Linked DNA regions of Mus musculus: all the other regions are linked to region 2. The links are chromatin contacts, called in public Hi-C, HiCAR-type, HiChIP or PLAC-seq and promoter capture Hi-C maps. All regions are on one chromosome and are shown on one strand. The core of a region is the stretch at or near the end of the contact, and the rest is flanking DNA. Distances in the headings are between cores, read along the strand shown.

Evidence for each region. Promoter capture Hi-C pulls out the DNA fragments that hold promoters and counts their contacts. Hi-C and Micro-C count contacts between places; a contact is called where the count stands out from the background. HiCAR-type assays count read pairs that join an accessible place to other places. HiChIP or PLAC-seq counts read pairs in DNA pulled down with a chosen protein or histone mark.
Region 1: a contact with region 2 is called in a HiCAR-type map of astrocytes, with 10 times the contacts expected there. The contact joins the promoter of Nom1 here to the promoter of 9530036O11Rik in region 2. A contact is called at or near these places in 10 of 39 promoter capture datasets (the C10 cell line, the SN4741 cell line, cranial neural crest and 6 more), 1 of 15 datasets of contacts at CTCF or cohesin (embryonic stem cells), 12 of 115 datasets of contacts at active chromatin or transcription factors (SST interneurons, acute myeloid leukemia, astrocytes and 7 more) and 1 of 9 other capture datasets (adipose tissue).
Region 3: a Hi-C map of the N1E-115 cell line shows a contact between it and region 2, with 7 times the contacts expected there. The contact joins the enhancer-like site here to the promoter of 9530036O11Rik in region 2. A contact is called at or near these places in 8 of 39 promoter capture datasets (the HPC-7 cell line, cranial neural crest, embryonic stem cells and 5 more), 1 of 15 datasets of contacts at CTCF or cohesin (embryonic stem cells), 10 of 484 Hi-C or Micro-C datasets (the N1E-115 cell line, cerebral cortex, differentiating embryonic stem cells and 5 more), 12 of 115 datasets of contacts at active chromatin or transcription factors (embryonic basal ganglia, embryonic brain, embryonic forebrain and 7 more) and 1 of 9 other capture datasets (embryonic stem cells).
Region 4: a contact with region 2 is called in a promoter capture Hi-C map of embryonic stem cells, with 4 times the contacts expected there. The contact joins the promoter of Htr5a here to the promoter of 9530036O11Rik in region 2. A contact is called at or near these places in 8 of 39 promoter capture datasets (embryonic stem cells, hematopoietic stem and progenitor cells, liver and 3 more), 2 of 115 datasets of contacts at active chromatin or transcription factors (both in embryonic stem cells) and 2 of 9 other capture datasets (embryonic stem cells and liver).
Region 5: a contact with region 2 is called in a promoter capture Hi-C map of liver, with 7 times the contacts expected there. The contact joins the enhancer-like site here to the promoter of 9530036O11Rik in region 2. A contact is called at or near these places in 5 of 39 promoter capture datasets (embryonic stem cells, liver, stem cell-derived epiblast-like cells and 1 more), 2 of 15 datasets of contacts at CTCF or cohesin (embryonic stem cells and stem cell-derived epiblast-like cells), 10 of 115 datasets of contacts at active chromatin or transcription factors (astrocytes, embryonic basal ganglia, embryonic forebrain and 4 more) and 1 of 9 other capture datasets (embryonic stem cells).
Region 6: an H3K4me3 HiChIP or PLAC-seq map of stem cell-derived neural progenitor cells shows a contact between it and region 2, with 35 read pairs. The contact joins the enhancer-like site here to the promoter of 9530036O11Rik in region 2. A contact is called at or near these places in 22 of 39 promoter capture datasets (the 3T3-L1 cell line, the C10 cell line, the HPC-7 cell line and 13 more), 1 of 484 Hi-C or Micro-C datasets (stem cell-derived neural progenitor cells), 20 of 115 datasets of contacts at active chromatin or transcription factors (astrocytes, craniofacial prominence, embryonic basal ganglia and 11 more) and 3 of 9 other capture datasets (adipose tissue, embryonic stem cells and liver).

Annotation. Positions count from the first base shown.
Region 1 is chr5:29,432,649-29,436,063 of GRCm38.p6, reverse strand. Nom1 (nucleolar protein with MIF4G domain 1) reads right to left here and starts at 1,397. Exons shown (of 11, transcript NM_001033457.2): 1 at 421-1,397; 2 at 7-134. The coding sequence starts at 1,386.
Region 2 is chr5:28,465,417-28,468,664 of GRCm38.p6, reverse strand. It overlaps 9530036O11Rik (RIKEN cDNA 9530036O11Rik), which reads right to left and starts at 1,681. Exons shown (of 7, transcript NR_015562.2): 1 at 1,317-1,681. Shh (sonic hedgehog) reads left to right here and starts at 1,564. Exons shown (of 3, transcript NM_009170.3): 1 at 1,564-2,204. The coding sequence starts at 1,902.
Region 3 is chr5:29,210,306-29,213,487 of GRCm38.p6, reverse strand. All of the region lies in intron 8 of Rnf32 (ring finger protein 32), which reads right to left. Among named protein-coding and RNA genes, the nearest start is that of Rnf32, 16 kb to the right of the region's middle. RefSeq lists an enhancer at 684-1,490. Within about 2 kb of position 1,692, at least 25 of the 459 cell types and tissues checked have an H3K27ac peak or open chromatin away from gene starts, as enhancers often do. A contact at or near this core is called in the N1E-115 cell line, where this site is marked.
Region 4 is chr5:27,839,957-27,843,198 of GRCm38.p6, reverse strand. Htr5a (5-hydroxytryptamine (serotonin) receptor 5A) reads right to left here and starts at 1,252. Exons shown (of 2, transcript NM_008314.2): 1 at 10-1,252. The coding sequence starts at 750.
Region 5 is chr5:29,111,174-29,114,602 of GRCm38.p6, reverse strand. No RefSeq gene overlaps it. Among named protein-coding and RNA genes, the nearest start is that of Rnf32, 83 kb to the left of the region's middle. Within about 2 kb of position 1,497, at least 3 of the 459 cell types and tissues checked have an H3K27ac peak or open chromatin away from gene starts, as enhancers often do. A contact at or near this core is called in liver, where this site is marked.
Region 6 is chr5:29,252,796-29,255,901 of GRCm38.p6, reverse strand. Lmbr1 (limb region 1) reads left to right here. Exons shown (of 17, transcript NM_020295.3): 13 at 1,283-1,356; 14 at 1,570-1,660; 15 at 3,093-3,106. Among named protein-coding and RNA genes, the nearest start is that of Gm42244, 20 kb to the left of the region's middle. Within about 2 kb of position 1,796, at least 18 of the 459 cell types and tissues checked have an H3K27ac peak or open chromatin away from gene starts, as enhancers often do. A contact at or near this core is called in astrocytes, embryonic basal ganglia, neural progenitor cells and 2 more, where this site is marked.

The DNA of each region.
Region 1 (3,415 bases), core at 148-2,647, 970 kb before region 2:
GGTTACCTGTTAATTAGGCCTTTAACATGTTTCTTGAGCCTGTCTAGCTCTTCTTTCTTGTGGACATCTATTACCTCCTCGTTCCTCAGCCGAGGAGGGATGTACTTTTCACCACTTTCAACAGAGTGACTCTCCTTGAAAACAGGAATAAAATTGTAAACAAAAATGTACAGTGGAAAATCCGGTATCTTTTGTTGTTGTTGTTGTTACTTACTCCAAACACTAACCCCATGAGAACTTGGAGCAGGGTACTGCTATTTAACGAAGTGAAGCTCTATGATTGCCTAGAATGGCCTGGGTCAGCCTGTCCCTCAGCAGGCTGTGGCTGCTACTGTGTTAGTGCAAATACTGTTCTGTACTCTGCCCCTCACTCCGTTTGGAATGACAGCCCAGAGGGCCTACAGGCTGTTCGTGACATACCTGCTGTTCTATGTCATCTTCCGAAGAGCTTCTGCTCTTTTCTACAACTTCTGCAAAACGCACTTTCTTAGTCCCTTTATTTCCCCGAGTCCCACTTTCTGCTTCTCCTCTCCTTTTCGAGTTTACATCTTCCTGATCCTCCTGCAGCACTTGCCAGTCTGGGTCCTCCTCACTTTCTTTAGAATTGCTCTCTAGGTCACTCTCCAAGACTGTCTGTCCAGTCTCCAACTTTTCTTCCTCCTCTTCCTCGCTGCTTTCGTACAGGCCGCCGCCGCTCCCACATTCCAGGGCCCCCAGGATGTAGTCCAGACCGTCGCGCGCGAAGCTGAGCGGCACCGAGCTACCATCGCCCTTCTTCTTACGCTTGTGGAGGCCGAGGCACCGTTCCAGCTTTCGGATCTCTCGGTCCTCCTCCTCGTTGGCCGCTAGAAGTGCCCGCTTCCGGGCGGTGGCGGTGGCGGGACCAGGCTTTCCAGGAGCACCTTTAGCCTTGGCCTTCGGCTGGGCCGCCGAGGCCTTGGTGTTAGTGGAGGGGGCACTGGCCTTGGCAGGGGTTGCTGTGGCCTTGGCGGGCGTCGGTCTCACCTCAGTGGGCGGTCGTCGAGTCTCCGGGCCATCGTTAAGGCCGACATTCCCCCCTTGGTCCCCTGACCCGGAGCCTACTGTCCTCTGCAGGCGCCGCGCTTTCCTCAGGTGTCGCTTCTCCTTACGAAGCTCCTTGCGGCTCTTTCGGCCGCCGGGCCGGGAGCGCGCCACAGCGCTGCGGCTCTCGCAGGCTTCGCTCTCGGAGGTAGTCCGCACGAAGTCTTCCACGGCCAGCCGCAGCCGTTTCAGGGGACCCTCCCTGCCGCCCAGACCGCGGCGGACGCCGCTACGTTTCAAGAGAGCATGTGCCATTGCTCTACACCACAACTCACAAGCCCCATGCCTATAGACGCCGTTAACTTCCGGGACGTTCCGCGGCATCACTTCCGGAAGGGGCGGGACTTCCGGAAGCGCGCTTCAATGGACTAAAAAGGACGGTGGGAGGTTTCCTCTGCTGGTAGGAGGGTACCAGGTCACAGACACTAGTAGAGTCCTTTAAAATCTGAAGCTCTTGTACTTTGTTTTGGGAAGCACTGAGAAAACCTAGGTATGGCTGTAGCATAAATTTTCACACATCCTTGCATTTTCTTGCGTGCGTGTGTACCCATGAGAAGGCAGTCAATTCTGTTTCTCTGTGTGTTTTTGGTTTTTTTTTTTTTTCTTTTTCTTTTCCTTTTCCTTTTCCTTTTCCTTTTCCTTTTCCTTTTCCTTTGAGATAGTTTCACAGTGGGTACCAAGATGGATGTCTGGCATAAAAATGGAGTTTCTTTAGCCATCACATAGAAATGGTGGCTGAACAGAGCCCGAGAGATTCAGCAAACATTGTTCCTCCACTTTCTGCTTTAGTTCTTACCTCCAGGTTCCTGCTTTGAGTTCTTGTCCTGATTTCCCTCAAAGGTGGACTTGATGTGAAAGTCTAAACTAAATAAACCTTTCTTCCTTAGTTGCTTTTTGGCCTTAGTGCTTATCACAATTACAAATGTTGTGCCCTGAGTCCACGGGAAATCCAGATGAGCTCAAGAATTGCAAAGTCCACTGCAACTCGAAAGAGTCTTTTATTGTTTAAAGTTTGAACTCAGCTCTCCTGCCTCACACTCACTACGTGAATGCTGGCAAACGACCCTGAGTCCAGAAAACACTGGGTTTATATACAGTTTAGTTTAGGAATCCCTACAGAAAAGGGGATTAGAGGGCTGTAATCATTTGGTGGATTGGTAGTGTATCGGGAAGGGGGAGTGTTAATGGGTGTCTGTTCAGGGACTAATTTTATGGCCAGTTGTAACTGTCTGTGACCTGACCTCTGTTTACCTTTTTTCCATGGTCTCCCTTGAGCTTGTTATTTCTCTAAGGTCTCAAAGACAGGCATCTGGAGTTCTGCTGCTTATCAGCAGGAGTGTTGATTTTTGGAGACACAAAGGAGGATGTCTCCTCAGAATGTCTTCATTAAGGGGAGTTTTATGGGTAGTACCATTCTAACGCCAGGGGAAGGGGAAGGAGCCCCGACTGCTGCAGGAGGACACAGCACAGAAACCAGTTGTCTGCATATTGTGCTTGCCCCAGGATAGAGGGAGGATGGGAGCTTCTGGGGGAGGGCAGGGAATGCAGAGGCAAACTGTCTGTACACAACACTGACATCTCTCTAGTATCACTAATTCGGGGGTTACAACACAGAAAGCAAGCTATTGTGATTACTTTCATTGTCAGTCTGACTGGATTTACAATAACCTGAGACACCGAGGCTCCTTTTTAGTTTGTCCATGGGGCATATCTAGCTGGTTAACAGATAGAAAAATACCCATCCCCGATGTGCTTTCATTAATTATCTCATGGGCAGGGTCCAGATGAAATGAAAGGGAAAAGGAGAAAGCCAGGGGGCACTGGAATTGCCCTTGTCTCTGCTGCCTGGGCAGTTGCAGTTGCCACATGAACATTCCATAACACATATTCCTGTTGACATCATCTGAACCACTCTTCCAGGTCTTTCTTTTCATGATGGACAGAGACCATCTGAATGATCCAAAAATAAGTGTCATCTTCATCATTATTATTCTTATGACTCTTCCTTTTCTCCTTTCCCTCTTCCCCCTTCTCATCTTTTTATTTATTTATTTAATGTACATGAGTACACTGTAGCTGTCTTCAGACACACCAGAAGAGGGCATCAGATCCATTACAGATGGTTGTGAGTCACCATGTGGTTGCTGGGATTTGAACTCAGGACCTTCAGAAGAGCAGTCAGTGCTCTTAACCTCTGAGCCATCTCTCCAGCACCAAGTGTGTTCTTCTATAACTTGCTTCTCTCAGGCATTCTGCCACAGAGACACAAAAGCAATGAATAAAAATACAGCCTGTTGAGAGACAGATAGAGGGTCTGTCTGAAGAAGGGATGTCCTGGCTAGTTTTGTGTCAA
Region 2 (3,248 bases), core at 432-2,931:
AAGGATAGAAAACTCCAGAGAGGGCAGGTGTGCGGGCTTTAGTCAACCCTTCCAAGCCTGGGATGGTGAGGCTCTGCCATACTGCCATTGAGACTCACAGTAGACAGTAGCAAGCACTTTCCTCGCCTCACACTAACTCAAAAGCAACCAAGTTTCTAAGTCCTCTGAAAACCCCACTGCCAGCTGAGCTTCAGGTTTGCTGGGCTCTCCCTGCACTGGGACAGGATCAAGAGCCAGAGGCTGGTCTCATGGGATAACACTGGAGGACTCGGTCCCTAAGCAGGTATTCCATTCCACATAAATAGTTCGCCCATCCTAGAGGAATCTTGCCTGTGAGTAGGATGGGAGAAAAGCCAGAGCAGATTTCTATGATCTATAAAAACAAAGCGTTTCACATTCTATTTTTCTGGTTCAACTAAGACTTTTCTGGAAATTTTTCTTTTTCCTGAAAGAGTGTTGGACACCCCAAGAGTAGTGACCTCTAGACAGCATATCCTCTTCTAAGATGCCCCTTATGGCCAGAACACTGTCCTCTAGATCCCTAACACCTTCAGTCTGCAGGCCCTACACCTAGCCAGCTTCTTTCCTTGAAAATTAGCTTGCAAAGCTCCTGTGAAATACAACTGTGTTAAGGAGCCTGAATTCCACATCAACTTACCCCAGCCCTGCACTTTGCTAGGATAGATTGGAAGGGGTTCTTCACGCATGCAGCCTTGCCCACTTTCAGTTGCCCCAGGCAGATCACCTCTACCCACCAAGCACACACCAGCTGCCCTCCATGCTGGGGTGCAGCACATAGACCCACTGAACCTATGTACCCCACCACATTCTGCAGACACTCTTTACCTGCCCCTCAGCTGGGATGCATCCATCCACCTGCAGAGGCTTGAATGTGGTGCAGTCAGTGAGATACAATAAAGGACAGTATTTTAGGGCACTTAAAACAGCAACTCTTTAGGTTGTGGCCACCTGTGATTATCCTCTATCTAAAGATGCTAAATATTCAGGAGATGCTCAGGTGAGCTGTTTTCACAACCCCGTGACGTCTGTCCTGTACACTCACATCTGGGGATGGGGTGTAAATAAGGCAAACAGGAGGGAGGCAGCGTTGCCCTCAAACAATTGAGAGGCTGTTTTATGGTCAAAGCTTGTGGGGGGGGGGGGAGCATCTGGACTGTCCTTTAAAAACTTATGCTGGCTTTAACCAAAGCATCTTCCATTTAGAGAAAGTAAGGGGGAAGCAGCCCTGAGCACAAAGCAGGCAGTGCGGGGTATTTTTCCAATAAACAGGCCTCCTCCCTCCCACCCACCTTTACCTTAGTAAAGACTTTCTTTCTTTCTTTCTTTCTTTCTTTCTTTCTTTCTTTCTTTCTTTCTTTCTTTCTTTCTCTCTTTCTTTCTTTTTTAAACTGGAAGCCTTCAGGTGAAAATAAAGCCACAGCAGCCAGAGGGGGGAGAAATGTAGTCTTTCTCAGGGTTAACATCAGAAGACAAGCTTGTGCGGCTTGGCCAATCAGATGCGCCCCTGCCAGCTATAATATAGTGCGAAAGGCAGCCTGTCTCACAAGCTCTCCAGCCTTGCTACCATTTAAAATCAGGCTCTTTTTGTCTTTTAATTGCTGTCTCGAGACCCAACTCCGATGTGTTCCGTTACCAGCGACCGGCAGCCTGCCATCGCAGCCCCAGTCTGGGTGGGGATCGGAGACAAGTCCCCTGCAGCAGCGGCAGGCAAGGTTATATAGGAAGAGAAAGAGCCAGGCAGCGCCAGAGGGAACGAACGAGCCGAGCGAGGAAGGGAGAGCCGAGCGCAAGGAGGAGCGCACACGCACACACCCGCGCGTACCCGCTCGCGCACAGACAGCGCGGGGACAGCTCACAAGTCCTCAGGTTCCGCGGACGAGATGCTGCTGCTGCTGGCCAGATGTTTTCTGGTGATCCTTGCTTCCTCGCTGCTGGTGTGCCCCGGGCTGGCCTGTGGGCCCGGCAGGGGGTTTGGAAAGAGGCGGCACCCCAAAAAGCTGACCCCTTTAGCCTACAAGCAGTTTATTCCCAACGTAGCCGAGAAGACCCTAGGGGCCAGCGGCAGATATGAAGGGAAGATCACAAGAAACTCCGAACGATTTAAGGAACTCACCCCCAATTACAACCCCGACATCATATTTAAGGATGAGGAAAACACGGGAGCAGACCGGCTGATGACTCAGGTAGAGACCCATTGCGGGTGGGAAACAGACTCCTTCCCGGGAGGGGGGGGGGGTGCGTGTGACCAAGCAGTCAGCCCTGCTCTGTTTGCTCTTTGGGCAGGTAGGAAGGCGGCTTGCTCTCTCCTTCCCCACCCACCTGCCCACCTAGCACTCCTCTTCCGGGAGGAAAAAGGAGGTGAAGGGTCCAGCAGGAAGTTTAGGGTTTGCTGGAATGGGGCACCAGAAGATGGGGTTCTCTATCTTATTAGTCTCATTTTATTAGTCTCATTTAATTAGTCTCCCGGGACGACCTCCTCTAACTACCTGTATTCTAGCTTGAAACTTAGAAAGACCTTTACTCTGAGGGAGTCTGCCCTTTCCAAGTGGAGGCAGAAAATGGAGGGAGAGGGGATGCCCCTATACACTTCAAAGGGCCTCCAGGTCACTGCAAACATAGCCTGGAGCATTTCGTCCCCTAGCTCCTACCTTTTCCTTTTCTGTGTTTTTCTCCCAAGACCACCCCACCCTTTACCCCACCACCACCAAAGAACTGTAACTGAGAAAGCCTGGGGGCAGTTCTGACAAAAGGCAGGAGCTCCAGAGGCGCCCGTCTTGTCCCCACTGTATCGCGTAGCCTGACTGCGATCCCATCGTCCTCAATTGTGCCGGTCAGAGAATGTATTGATATTTCTTTAAGGATGCTCCTCATTTCTCCAGAGCCCGCGGTACCTTAGGGGAGGGACTTGGAACTTGCTGGCTTTGCAATCGCTTTAATTTTTAACCTGCTTGCATAAGAATTAAAAGCGAATAAATATTCGGCGACGAGGGTGGATGGACAGACGGCAAAGCAAAGCACGAGCCTCTCTTCCCATCCCACCTCCTTTGAGATTTCCAGGCTGCCAATCTCCCAGCCAAATCGAGACTTTCTGAAACTCCATGCACGTATGACTGGAGCTGGAAATGGGTTTCCTTGCAAATATAGGTCAGCATCCTTTTTACTGCCCTATTAAAATATTCAAGTCCTACCTTTAGGGCTAGGTGCGCCGAGCGGCTGGCGGAGCGGCG
Region 3 (3,182 bases), core at 443-2,942, 740 kb before region 2:
GGACTTCCTGAGGGGAAACTGAGAAAGGGATAACATCTGAAATGTAGACAAATAAAATATCCAATAAAAAAATTAGAAAAAGAAATGAGATGCCCTAAATGTACATTTTTGGAAGCAGCACAATACAAATTCCTACTTGGAGGAGAGAAAAGGGGAAAGAACGGTGCTTCTCTAAATTTTGAAGTGATTTCTGGTGGCAAAATTCAACAAAACACCAATGTTGAGCTGAAAAGCACAACACTAATGTAAAATTGTCACCACCCTGAAGTTTCTCAGGATGTGTTTCTGAAGGGGCAGAAAGGACTGCTCTTGCTCTCTAGAGTCTGATTGCTCAGCTCAGCAACAGGAATCTCTGCACGGCTAGAGCTGATACTTGAAAAAGTCAAGTCAACACACATTGACTGAGTGCTCACTGTAATCAATCCAAAGCAACTACTAAATATTTCTGAAATGTCAAATTCTTATTTTCAGAAATTCTTATTTCCTCACTTATGTTCATTAATAACCTTCATACTTCAAAGGGCAAGGATAACAAGAAAAACATGTCAACTTAGTTCTAGTTTTTAAACATTAATGCTTAATATTATGAATTTCAGATAAAACAAAATTTCAATTTAGAAATATGAATACCTTAACTTTTTTTTTCCTTTTAAATCTCCTATTTTGGATATTTGATAAATTTAATAACCAGGAGTCCAGGTACTTGATATGTAAAGCAATTAGTGGTCATTTGAAAACAGTACACTGGCTAAAAGTTAAAAAAAATACCAACAAAAGCATTTAGGTGAACTCTGTCTGCTCAGGAGAGTCCTAAGTGATCCATCTAATGTCAGCAAATTGCTTACTAATGTGTTGACTTAGGGCCACCCTCAAAAGCAAAATGAAAAGCCTGGAATTTATAGCATCTCAATGCATCAGCTGATAAGCTTTTACTGGTTTAATATCCTTCCAGGCTTGCAGCTTGGAGCCACTTCAAGTTAGCAACAGAATGTTTGCCATCTCTATGTGATAAAGGAAGTCAAAGGGATGAACAAACTTCAGGACCATTATGCTGTTTGGTGAGATGGAAATGAAAAAGCTAGAGAAGTCACGGGTTGGGGGTGTGTGAGAGCTGGGCCTTCAAGTCCGGCATCTGACGGATTGTTAGCCTCACCCCTCAAACAATGGTCTGGACTTTAGCTGGAGCAGAGATAACATAGTGCATTTGGAAAGTTTTAATTGCAGCAATAAAAGACTATGCCTCAATTATAGGACAGATGCTAGCAAAGTTTCCAGATAAGGATCAAAGGCATCTAAGGAGTGGCCACTGCACTTTGGGACACACTAGGCTTTCTGTACACACTGCTGGGGAATTAGCACATCAGCTTTCCGACCTTTCTAGGTCCTTTGATCTGAGTTCCCAAGCAAGTAAGTGTATCAAGACTACTGTATCAGCCACACAGGTCCAACACTCCCTTGCTGAATTTTAATCCTGACACTCACCAGTACAAAACCTAACACCTGACCTTTGCAGTTCTTACCACAAAAGTTCAGTGTGCTTAAAAGAACCTGTGTTGTCACACTACACCACTTTGCTCCGCTTCTGTTTTGCTAGCAGCATGCCTACGATATTTTAAATCCAGACCACCTTGGAAAGAGAACGTCTTAGTGTATGAGAACATTGTGTTTGTAGAATTTAGATGGATAAAACCCAAAGAAAAGAGCTTCATTAACTTTCCAAGGAAAAGAAGGGGAAAATGTAGAACCACAATTTGTGTTTTAGCAAGATAGATTATAAACTCAGAATGATCTGAGCTAACCTGATCCAGAGTACTGAAAGCATATTCATCTCAGCATATGGAGCATTCAAGGACAAAGCTCCCAAGTGCATTATTACCCCTTTCTTTTCTATTCATTAGACTTCTTTTTTTCTGATGGGACTTTAGTTGGATCTAGAGTGCCTGTTCTCCAGCAGATTAGAGGCTTTAGCTACATGTCCGCTAAGGTGGTAGAGCATCTGATGAGGTCAGTTTTGTAAGGCAAAGCTGCAGCTCAGCAGTCACACTGGTGCTGCAAAGCTTTTGTTTTTAGTTGCTATTATATGATACTAACATAAATGGTATTTTGTTTTTAAAATGTCTTTAGTTCTGGTTTCCACTGAGGCACAGATCACAGTGGCTGCTCAGAAAGGGACCAGATGCCACTTCCACTTTGCTGACTCACTGGAGCACTGTCTACCCATCTTTGACAGCAGTGAGCCAGATGGATTTCTTGTAGTAACAGACTTTCTTTCTGTCTCTGCCTTTCTTTCTTTCTTTCTTTCTTTCTTTCTTTCTTTCTTTCTTTCTTTCTTTCCTTCCTTCCTTCCTTCCTTCCTTCCTTCCTTCTCTCTCTCTCTCTCTCTCTTTCTTTCTTTCTTTCTTTCTTTCTTTCTTTCTTTCTTTCCCTCCCTCCCTCCCTCTCTCTCTTTCTCTTTCTTTCTTTCTTTCTTTCTTTCTTTCTTTCTTTCTTTCTTTCTTTCTTTCTTTCCCTCCCTCCCTCCCTCTCTCTTTCTCTTTCTTTCTTTCTTTCTTTCTTTCTTTCTTTCTTTCTTTCTTTCTTTCTTTCCCTCCCTCCCTCCCTCCCTCCCTCCCTCCCTCCCTCCCTCTCTCTCTCTCTCTTTCTTTCTTTCTTTCTTTCTTTCTTTTTCCTTCTCTCTTTCCTTCTCTCTTTCCTTTTTCTTTCTCTTTCCTTTCTTTCTTTCTTTCTTTCTTTCTTTCTTTCTTTCTAATGCAAAAGTGAATTTTACTCTTTGTTCATGGTGAAAAGGAGATATATCTTAAATATATGGTAATTTCCAGATTAAAAGAATTGTTACCATCTGCAGATGGTCAATTTGCTACCTCCACATTGTTATTCACACGTCCTATTTACTAAACTCTCCAGTTTCTGACTCAAACCTTCAATCAGATCTCAATACTTAAATTACTAATCTTAAGTTTTGTGCAGTTAAGATGGGCCAGCAGACATGGGAAAAAACATAGGGCCTCCTATCTTCCTAGAACAACTTGGTATTTCTGGAATGCTGCTAACTGTATCACAAAGCTAGTCTCTCACTCAAAGAAGCTTGCTAGAGACATTGTTCACTGTGGCTCTGGAATTTGTTCTCAATGTAGTTACTTCTAGGAAATCTCTAGGCACACTGATTTACCTCAAACTGGACT
Region 4 (3,242 bases), core at 3-2,502, 630 kb after region 2:
AGCACCCACCTCCACAGCTTCGGGTACGGGGGAGACGCTGTTGGTCTTCCTGGAGCCCATGCGGAATTTCGCCGCCCTGTAAATTTTCCAGTACACAAAGAGCACCACGCACAGCGGCAGGTAGAAGGCACCCACGGTGGAGAACACGGTGTAGGAAGGCTCGCGACTGACTTGGCATTCCTCACTGGGCTCAGAATAAGTCTCTCCCCAGCCAAATAGCAGTGGAGCCAGAGAGATGACAGTGGAGAGTGCCCAGGTGAGCAGGATCATCACATTGGAGACACGCTTGCGGGTACGGAGTGTGTACTCCAGGTGGCGCGTGATTGACCAGTAGCGGTCCAGAGCTATTGCTGTCACATTCCAGATGCTGGCAGTACAGCAGAGCACGTCACATGCGATCCACAGCTGGCATAGACGCCGGCCCAGCTGCCAGCGGCGCCCAGACAGCTCATGTACCAGGCTCAGTGGCATAACCAGCACAGCCACTAGCACATCCGAGATGGCCATGGAAGCTACCAGGTTGTGTGGTACTCGGTGGAAGGTGCGTACCTTGAGGATGGTAGCCAGCACCAGCAGGTTCCAAGTGAATGTGGCCGCAGCTAGAAAGCCCAACAAAGTCAGGACTAGCACTCGGAAAGCTGAGAGAAAAGGCCGACTAGGGCGCAGGACTTCCGTGTCCAAGCTGCGGTTAGGTTCCAAAGAGGAGGGAGTAGAGAGAGAAAAGGAGGTCAAGTTTACAGGCAGATCCATTGCTGTCCCAGGACACCTGTGTTTAGACTGTGTTGCCACCGAGCCCACTGAAGTCAATCTAGATGTTTGCGACCGATGGCCAATGGAGAGGATTTTGCTAAGAGCCAAGAACCTGGCCTCAGTCTCCACCCAGTCAGAGTCCGGAGGAAATTGTAGCAGAGAGGAGGGTGCTGGGCTACAAGCAGCGCAGCCCAGGTATCCTTAGAGATATGGAAAGCGGACTCAAGGGGCTGAATCTAGAAGCCAGGGCCCGCCTTTGCTATCACATGCCTGCTGTTCCTCACCTAGGCGGAGACTGTTGTCTGGTCGCCTGCAGCAGAGCATCCTTGAGGTCGGCCCCCGCCCAGTGCAGGGTGGATGCCCAGAACTCAGCTAGTGCGTCAGAACAGTCGCTGGTCCAGGGTTGCTCCTTGCCCACCTCCCCCCTCTCCCGGCAGTGGCTCCGAGGGGTGGGGGTTGGGGACTGGAAGCCACGTAGATACCTGCTTTCTGGAGATGGCCTTCTGCCCTGTCCTGATCTCTCTCCACCGTGCCTGAGGCTGCTGCTCCGAGAGGGCACGCTGGCGCGCCCACCCAGACCTGCTTTAGCAAAGTGGGGCTCCCGCACTACGTAAGGCATCAGCTGATGAAGCCGCCTCTCTCCACCCGGCTCTCTGCATGGGAGTATTCAGCACTGGCTTTGTGTGCAGCTCAGTGCTTGGCGCTGTCCACGGTGCCGCTGCCTATACCAGCACGCAGCTTGGTGTCTATCCACAGTCCCATCGCTCTTTACCACTGGGTCAGTGGCCGGGAATTAATTAGTAAACTTTCCTAAACCCTTCTTCCAGCACTCATGCTCCCTCTGAAGGTGATTTTGAGACTTCGAGCCATTTGCTTGAAGTACAGGTGTCCTGGGTTAGGCTAACTAACCAACCAACTAACCAACTAACTTCCTAACAGCCTACTGTTGTTCCCTTCCAGGTTTCCGTATGTGGTTGCCTCCTAACTCGGAGAGCTCGGTGGCCTCACTTAAAGAGTTGTTTGTTTTAAAGGAGAAAGATTGATGACTGTTGGAGATAGGGTGCTTGTTTCCTGAGCTTAGAAAGAGGCTTACAGGAGCCTCTCTAGTGACTCTACAGAAGTTTCTATGGAAAAGAAGCTGGAGGGAATGGCTCAGCCATTAAGATCATTGGCTTCCCTTGCTGAGAACCTGCTTTGGTTCGCAGGACTGACTCACACAGTGGCCCACAACTGGCTGTAACTCCATGTCCAGGGGATATGACACCTTATTCTGGCTTCCACAGGCACCATGTACACATACAAGCATGTAAACATACACATACAACAAAAACAAACCCTAAAGAAAAAAAAGAGAAAATCTCTACGGCACTTGAAATGCTTGAAACATGCTTGAAAAGTATTGAGACAGTCATGATGGTTCAGCCCTTAATCCTAGCACTTGAGCTTGGGGCCGGTGGAGCTCTGCAAGGTCAGGGCCAGCCAGGGCTACATAGTGAGACTCCGACTCAAAAAATAAATGAAATAAAATTTAAAAAAATTACCCATGCATGCTTGTAAAACTATCAAAAGGTCTGACCTAGGAGTTTTCTTTGTTTCAGTGTAAGAGTTGAGGCCCAGAGCTTTGCACATACTAGGCAAAGAACACTGTCATTGAGCTACAGCCCCAGCCCTCAAGGAGAGAAGCAACTGCAGAAAGCTGTCTCTCTGCATGTGCACTATGGCTTATGACACCCACATACACACAGTACACACAGGAGCTTGTGTGTGTGCATAATAATAATAGTAATACATAAATAAGAGGATATGGTAGTACACATCTGTCATCTCAGCACTGTGGGCTAGAGATGGGCAGGTCTCTGAAGTGTACTGGTTGTCCTGGCCTAGCTGGAGAGTTCCAGGCCAATGACATAAAATAATGTGGACAGTGCCTACAAAATGATCACAGAAGTTGCCTTCTCTCTCTCTCTCTCTCTCTCTCTCTCTCTCTCTCTCTCTCTCTCTCACACACACACACACACACACACACACACACACACACACACACACACACAATTAGCCATTGACCCTTGGTAGCCCCATCACCTTTCACTGGATTTTCTTGGATCAAATTTTTCTGCAACAATACTAAGGTAATATTTGCTTTTTAAAAATGTTAATAGCCATGTTGGTGGTATAAATGTGGGACATGCTTCTGTTAAGGAGTGCTATGTACATACTTACATATGTGTTGGCTAGAACTGGAAGTATTTTAAAATAAATAACAATGTTTTCCTTAAAAGAATTATGGACAGATAAGCTACCATTTTTCACACTTGCATATACAGCAGATATTTTCTTTCAAAGGAGTGAGGTAAGCCTTTAAGGAAAATAATTGCCAATATTTTAGAACATTCAAACACACCTTTAGAAATCTGGCAGCTTACAAGTACTTAGAGACCTGTGAATCAAGGTTGATGCTAAAGTTAATGAATGCAATTCTTTTTATGTGGGGC
Region 5 (3,429 bases), core at 248-2,747, 650 kb before region 2:
TTCTACCCTATACAAAAATCAAATAAAAAAATAGATTAAAGAGCCCAATGAAAGACCTGGAATGTTGAACCTACTTGGGAATAATGTAAGAAAAATGTTATGAGATACAGACATATGTAAGGAGACTTCAAAAAACTATAAAGAACTTGCATAGCAAACAAAAATGAAAAATTAAGAGACAGCCTACAGACTGGGAGAACATGTTTCCAACTACTCATTCAATATAGGATTAATATCCAGAATATATAAAGAACTAAAAATTTAAACAATGAAAAAAATCAGATCAGTCAGTAAATGGGCAAATAGGCTGAATGGATATTTTTCAAATGAAGAAATACAAATGATCAATAAATATAAAAATGTGTTAACAAATTTAGTCATCAGGGAAATGCAATGCAAAAATGTCACTAAGATCTTATTTTATTCCAGACAGAATGTCCATTATCAGGGAAACAAAGAAGAAATGCTGGTAAGGCTGTAGGAGGAAAGGAAATTTTATTTACTGCTTGTGGGAGGTAAACTAAAAATTCACCATGGCAGTAAGTAGGGGTATAGTTAAAAAAGCTAAGTTCAGAACTTCTGTCTGAGCAGCCATATGACTTCTGGAGGCTCAGTCAGCTTATTTGAGAGACATGGGCATCTGTGTTTTTTCAGTTCTCCTCACAGCAGGAAAGGTCTAGCTGAGGTGCTCCTCACCAGGAATAAATGGGATGTGATGCATTCTCATGACATTTTACTCAGCCTCCAGGAAAAATGAAATGATGTTGTTCACAGGAAAATGGATGGAAATGGAATCCCCATGGTGAGTGAGATAAAGAATTCTGAAAGATAAGCATCGAGTGACCACAAGTGCCTCTCACAAGTGTGGGATGGGACATGGGAGTAAAGAAAGAAGTATTAGCCATGTGTAAGGGGAAGAGCAGAGAAGCAAGGGAAACAGGACTGATATGACACAGGTGTGTTGTATACATGTAAGAAATGTCACTGTGAACTATTACTCTGGCTAACCAATATATGCTCATAAAATAAAATTAAAGGTCTAGTGTACTTTAGAAGCGTGAGCAGACCTTTAGTTCCTTCCTTAAACTAAATAATTGAGTTATTGAAGACTTGAAACTGCTTCTACTTCTTCTAATTAGAGTGAATTCAGTCTGATCCCGAAAAATAAATTTATGGACAGGGTAGGAATGCATTTTCCAGAGTATTTGACATTGCTCATCACTTATCCTTTCGACTGCTCAGCTATGGGAAATACTCTTGAGGAGGATATACTTGGCAGGTGTGTGCAGCTAGGTCACATATGCTTCCTAGAAGGGATGCCTGAGGACATCATGTGTTTCCAGGGTGATATGTTGTAGTTAGATGTAGAAATCGCTCATTTCCTGTACTGAAGTTCCCGTTCCCCTGGTGACTGAATTTGGAGACTGGGGCATGCGATACATACTAGAATCACAGTACAGGGCATTTGCCTGATGAAACTGGACCTTGGAGTGCAGAAAAGGCACCAGAGCTTTTGCTGAGTCATGGTAGGACCAACAAGTAAGAAAACCTGAGAAGAGTCCTTATTTGCACTCTTAACTGTAGATCCTAAGAAAGTATATATCAAATTGCAAACTGATCATCCTGGGATATTGTAACTTTAATTTTTTCAAAGCTTACTTGGTTCTTAAATGCTTTAACCTCTCTTCTAGCCCACTGCCCATCAAAGGTAATGGAAAAGAAAAGTTATTAGGATATGGGGGAAGTGAACCTGTTTAGAAATGGTTCTTTGGAACTTATGCCATCTGTGTTGCAAGAAAATCAACAGTTCAGTCCACAGGTCAACAGTGGAGGCTCAGCCCACTTGAAAACACTTCATGGATATATCAGCAGTCCAGTTTGGTAGAGTTGAAACAGTAGCAGTGGTGGCATGACCTACCAGGAACAGCCAGGCCTCAGTCAAATTGGCACAAGTCAGCAGGAGGGACCACTGCCAATAGGGATGCTGTGAAAAGTTCTCAGCTGTGCCTCTCTCAGTGAAGTGAAGATCAGTGAGGATGCAAGACCAACAAGCATTGCACAACTAGCTCTATAAGCAAGCCTAGTTCAGCCTCCATCACTCTCCATTGAGTTCTATTTATACCCTCTAAACATCACATGCCCTCCATAGGTCTTGCCTCAGCACGTGTATCTGTCTCAGGTGACATCACTCTGTCAATCAGCCAGAGTCTGTGGAAGCAGCAAGAAGCCATGGCACACCATCAGAATTTTTTTTTTTGGTGCATTTCTCTCTATGGAGTTCTGACAAATGGAGCTCAACAATTCAATGTAAGGCCATTACAATGTGTGCCATTAGCAAAGAATCCTTCATCACGTGTCCTTTCATGTGCTTGCTTTAGTAGAACATCTTTTCACTTGTGTCTGCTTCAGCAAAATGTTATTTCACATGTCTGATTTAGCAAAACATCCTTTTACTTGTGTCTGCTTCAGGAAAACACTCCATGTATTTGTCCCAGCAAAACAACATCTAACATAACTGACTTTCCAAAGAACTCTTAAGTTTCCACTTCAGGATATGTTAATGTGACAGCCGAGCTGACTGGTGCAGAAAGACAGAGAAGTTTGCAGAGTCAGGGAAGCTTCAGGGGAGTGAAAGAATTAAGATTTCTGGGATTGTCAAGATGTCTAGTGACTGAAGGTACTTGCTGCCAAGCCTGACAATGTTAGCTCAATCCTCATAGCCTACATGGTAGAAAGAGAGAATCAACTCTGCTAAGGTGTCCTTGACTGCCACATATCTGTCCTAGCATACATGTACCCACATCTCCCTATGTGTATACCATAGTATGCCAGTTTCTTGTTCTTGTCAACATGACACACCCTAGATACCTAAGAAGAGGCAATATCAATTGAAAAATTACCTCAATCAGATTGGCCTGTGGCTGTCCTTATTGATGATTGATACGGGAGGATCCAGTGCATAGTGGGTACCATTGTCCCTAGGTAGGTGAGCATTGGCTGTTTAAGAAACCTAGCTGAAGCTGGGTGTTGGTAAAGCACACCTTTAATCCCAGCACTCCCGAGAAAATTTTTGAGTTCAAGCTAGCCTGGTCTACAGAGTGAATTCAGGATGACCAGGCAACACAGAAAAACCCTGTCCTCAAAACAAAACAAAACAAAACAAAACATGAAAACCAAACTGAATGAAAAAAAAAACACCAGAAAAACAAAAAACAAACAAACAAACAAAAAACCAACCAAACAAACAAACAGATGTAATAAAAATTTAGAGCTTATCTCTGTCACTACTATGTGCCACTGACTCTCTGTGTAAGGGAGGGCATACTAAAGGCCCAGTGAAGATGTGAATCTCAGGCTCACAGTTGACAATGACAATTCCTTCACCACAGGAATTCCATCTAGACAACAGAACTTACTTGTGTGTTCTGT
Region 6 (3,106 bases), core at 547-3,046, 790 kb before region 2:
CCTTTCATCTCTAGCAGTAAGCTTTGAAAATGTTGTTCCTACTTTAGTGGACTGATGTTTGCTGTCAGTTATCAGTATCTGAACGTTATTTGTTCTATTTTGCCTAAGTAAAGGTAGGTCTCGAGATTAGATAATATTTATTAAAATGTATGTATTACTTTCTGTTTTGTTAAAATTACTTTTTTTTTTAAAAAATAAGTGCTATTAGTCACATTTTTGTAACTGAATTATCAAGGAAAATTTGGGAAAAGGAAATTGGATATATTGCTTTATTTGTAAACATAGCTTAAATTGGCAAGGTTTATAGTATAATTTTTATATGTGCTTCTGCATTAATTATATATTATTCTATTAAAAAAAAAAAACAACCAAAAACCTCCCCAGTGAGCAGTACCTTACCTGGGCAGCATAGTAGAACTAGCTAGGTAGTTGGGACACAGGTGAGCTGTCCCTCGGGGTATGATCTTGGGAGAGCTAGCCCTGCCCCTAGCTCTGCAGCATGTGAGAGCTGGCCTGGAGGGCATGAGAGCTTGAGAGCAAGTGAGCTGGCCCTGTCCCCTTGCCAGTTGCAGAACTCAAGAAAGTGGGCCTTGCCCCTTGCTTCGGCAGTACTGGAGAGCTGTAAACTGACCAACTTAGCTACCACCCAGGCCCCGATCCAGGGCTTTGAGTTAGCCTACCCCAATATCTACTTTGTCTATGAACTGTTGGAACACACGAAGGGGCCAGTATTGCAGATCCTAAGCTGCAGGATCTCCATGACACAGGGCAACAGCAAGATATCTGAGAGGAGTCCCAGTAAGGATCCAGTATTGAAAGTATAGCAGAAGCCAGAGACCTCAAACTAGACCAATGCCTCATTGCAACAAACATTTGCATGAAAAGCTCTTTGGGCAAAAGGGTATACTGTGTGACATACCATAGCACACCTCAGCTTCCATAGTGAGATTTTTTTTCCCCCTTTTCTGTGGGAGGTTTGGGGAAATGAGAGGGATAGTGAGGCATGCTGGAAAATTTACAAATAATCAGTAAAAAGTTAAAAAAAAAAAAAAAGAAAGAAAACTCCCCAGAAAATTCAATGTATTTTTCTCAGATAGCAGATCATCCCATTTTATAGCAGTCATAATGATATCATTTTGGCAAATGTCTTAAAAGTACATTTGAGGCAAACCAGGTTATATTTGAACCTGCTAAAATTAATAGTCTTTGGAGGATTCATACTATCTTAAGGTGTTAAATGTGTAATGGCATCACTGAATTCTGAGGCGTGTTTTCCTTGCAGGGCCCCGGCATAGGAAGTGCCTCTCTTTCCACTTTTGGCTTTGTGGGAGCTGCACTTGAAATCATTCTGATTTTGTATCCTTTCTTCAACTGAATGTTATGTCTGTTAACAAGTTTTCTGTCTAGTTTCTGGGACAATAGTAATTTACTAAAACACTTGTTTGGAAAGAAAAACAACGCAGTCCTCTGCAAGCCTCGGTGGCTGTTTGTTTTGGTTTGCTTTTCCTATGGGCTTTAGACTTTGGGAAGTGTGCATTCTCTTGGAGAGTTTTTCCTTCATTCTCACAGCTATCTCATGGTGTCTTCTGTTGTTGGTTTCTATAGCCTCAGATTTTTTGGAAACTTTACACCCAAGAAGGATGACACAACTATGACAAAGGTAAGGTAAAGTCTTAGATGCCATGGCTTTTCTTTTGCTTCCAAGATAAACAAGTGCTTTAGTCAGTAAGCACCCTGAATAGCTCATCTTGGCTGAGAGGTATTTGTAAGTAGCGGACACACAAAGGAAGGTTTTCAGAATGCTGAGTGAGTGGGAGAGGATGTGCTCTGTGTAAATTGGACTGCATCCATTCACTTGTAAATGCATAGAACCACGCACTTGGTAACTAGTTGTGGAAGTCTCCTGAAAGAAAGAACCCTTGTTTTTCTTAAAGAAAACATATTGCTAATGAGTAACTTGGGCTGTGTTAACTGTACTTCAGGAGCTTGTTTGAAATCTGAAGAGCTTAGTTGCTACAAGTGGCAGAGAAAAAGTATTTCAATTCTGAATAATTAAAGTGAGAAGGAATAGCTCTGTTCAGAGACAGTGTGGTGTGAGGCTAATTTGATACAGTGTTGTCACTGGCACCATAGCAATAAAGCCTGTTATATTACATAATAAATGGATCTTTGTAAAATAATTTCACAGGCTGCCTAAGGGGAATGGCTAAAAGCTGCTGGTCTTTCCCATTTTTATTATATAAGTCTATATTTACATCCCACAAGTGTGTGGGTACACACACACAATGAACCCCATTGATAATATATATTACATATATTGAAATTTATGTACCCATCCACCCAGATGTATCATACTAAAGGTTTCTTTCGTTTTGTTTTGTTTTGTTTTTCGAGACAGGGTTTCTCTGTGTAGTTCTGGCTGTCCTGGAACTCACTCTGTAGACCAGGCTGGCCTCGAACTCAGAGATCCACCTGCCTCTGCCTCCCAAGTGCTGGGATTAAAGGCGTGCGCCACCACCGCCTGGCATACTAAAGGTTTCTTAAAGTCAGCTAAGTAGCCAGTGTCCAGTTGAGGTGGTTATAAATACTAATCGATGTTTTCAGTGCCTCTTATTGGAGGAGAATCAGTAACTAGAAGATACATTGCAAATGAATTACTAGATTTAGATGTTTTTGTTTCTAGTGTTTTCAAATCCCAGAATTGATGCTTATAATGGTTATATAGGCCAGAGTAGATGTTATATAAGAACTTGACAGCAATTAGCCTTTAAGATTTAGTCAGAAGTCCAAAGGTATTCTCTTGTTAATTTCATAGGCAAAGCTTTCAAATTACTAACTACATTAAAATAATATAAAATGTATATGATTTATATAGTCTATGACTATATGCTTGCACCTATACTCTGTGTTTTGTGGAATTCATAAATATAATTTTAAAGGGAAAGGCTTATTATGTTTAAATTCTACTCTGATAGTGTTGTTAAGAAGTTGCCGGGTGCTCCGGGTATCTGCTCTGCACTGCCCTCCCAAGAGTGCTTGAGGGGTTCTTTGCCTCCTGCTGTCTCCTTGCAAGCCATCCTTTCTTTCCACAGATCATTGGGAATTG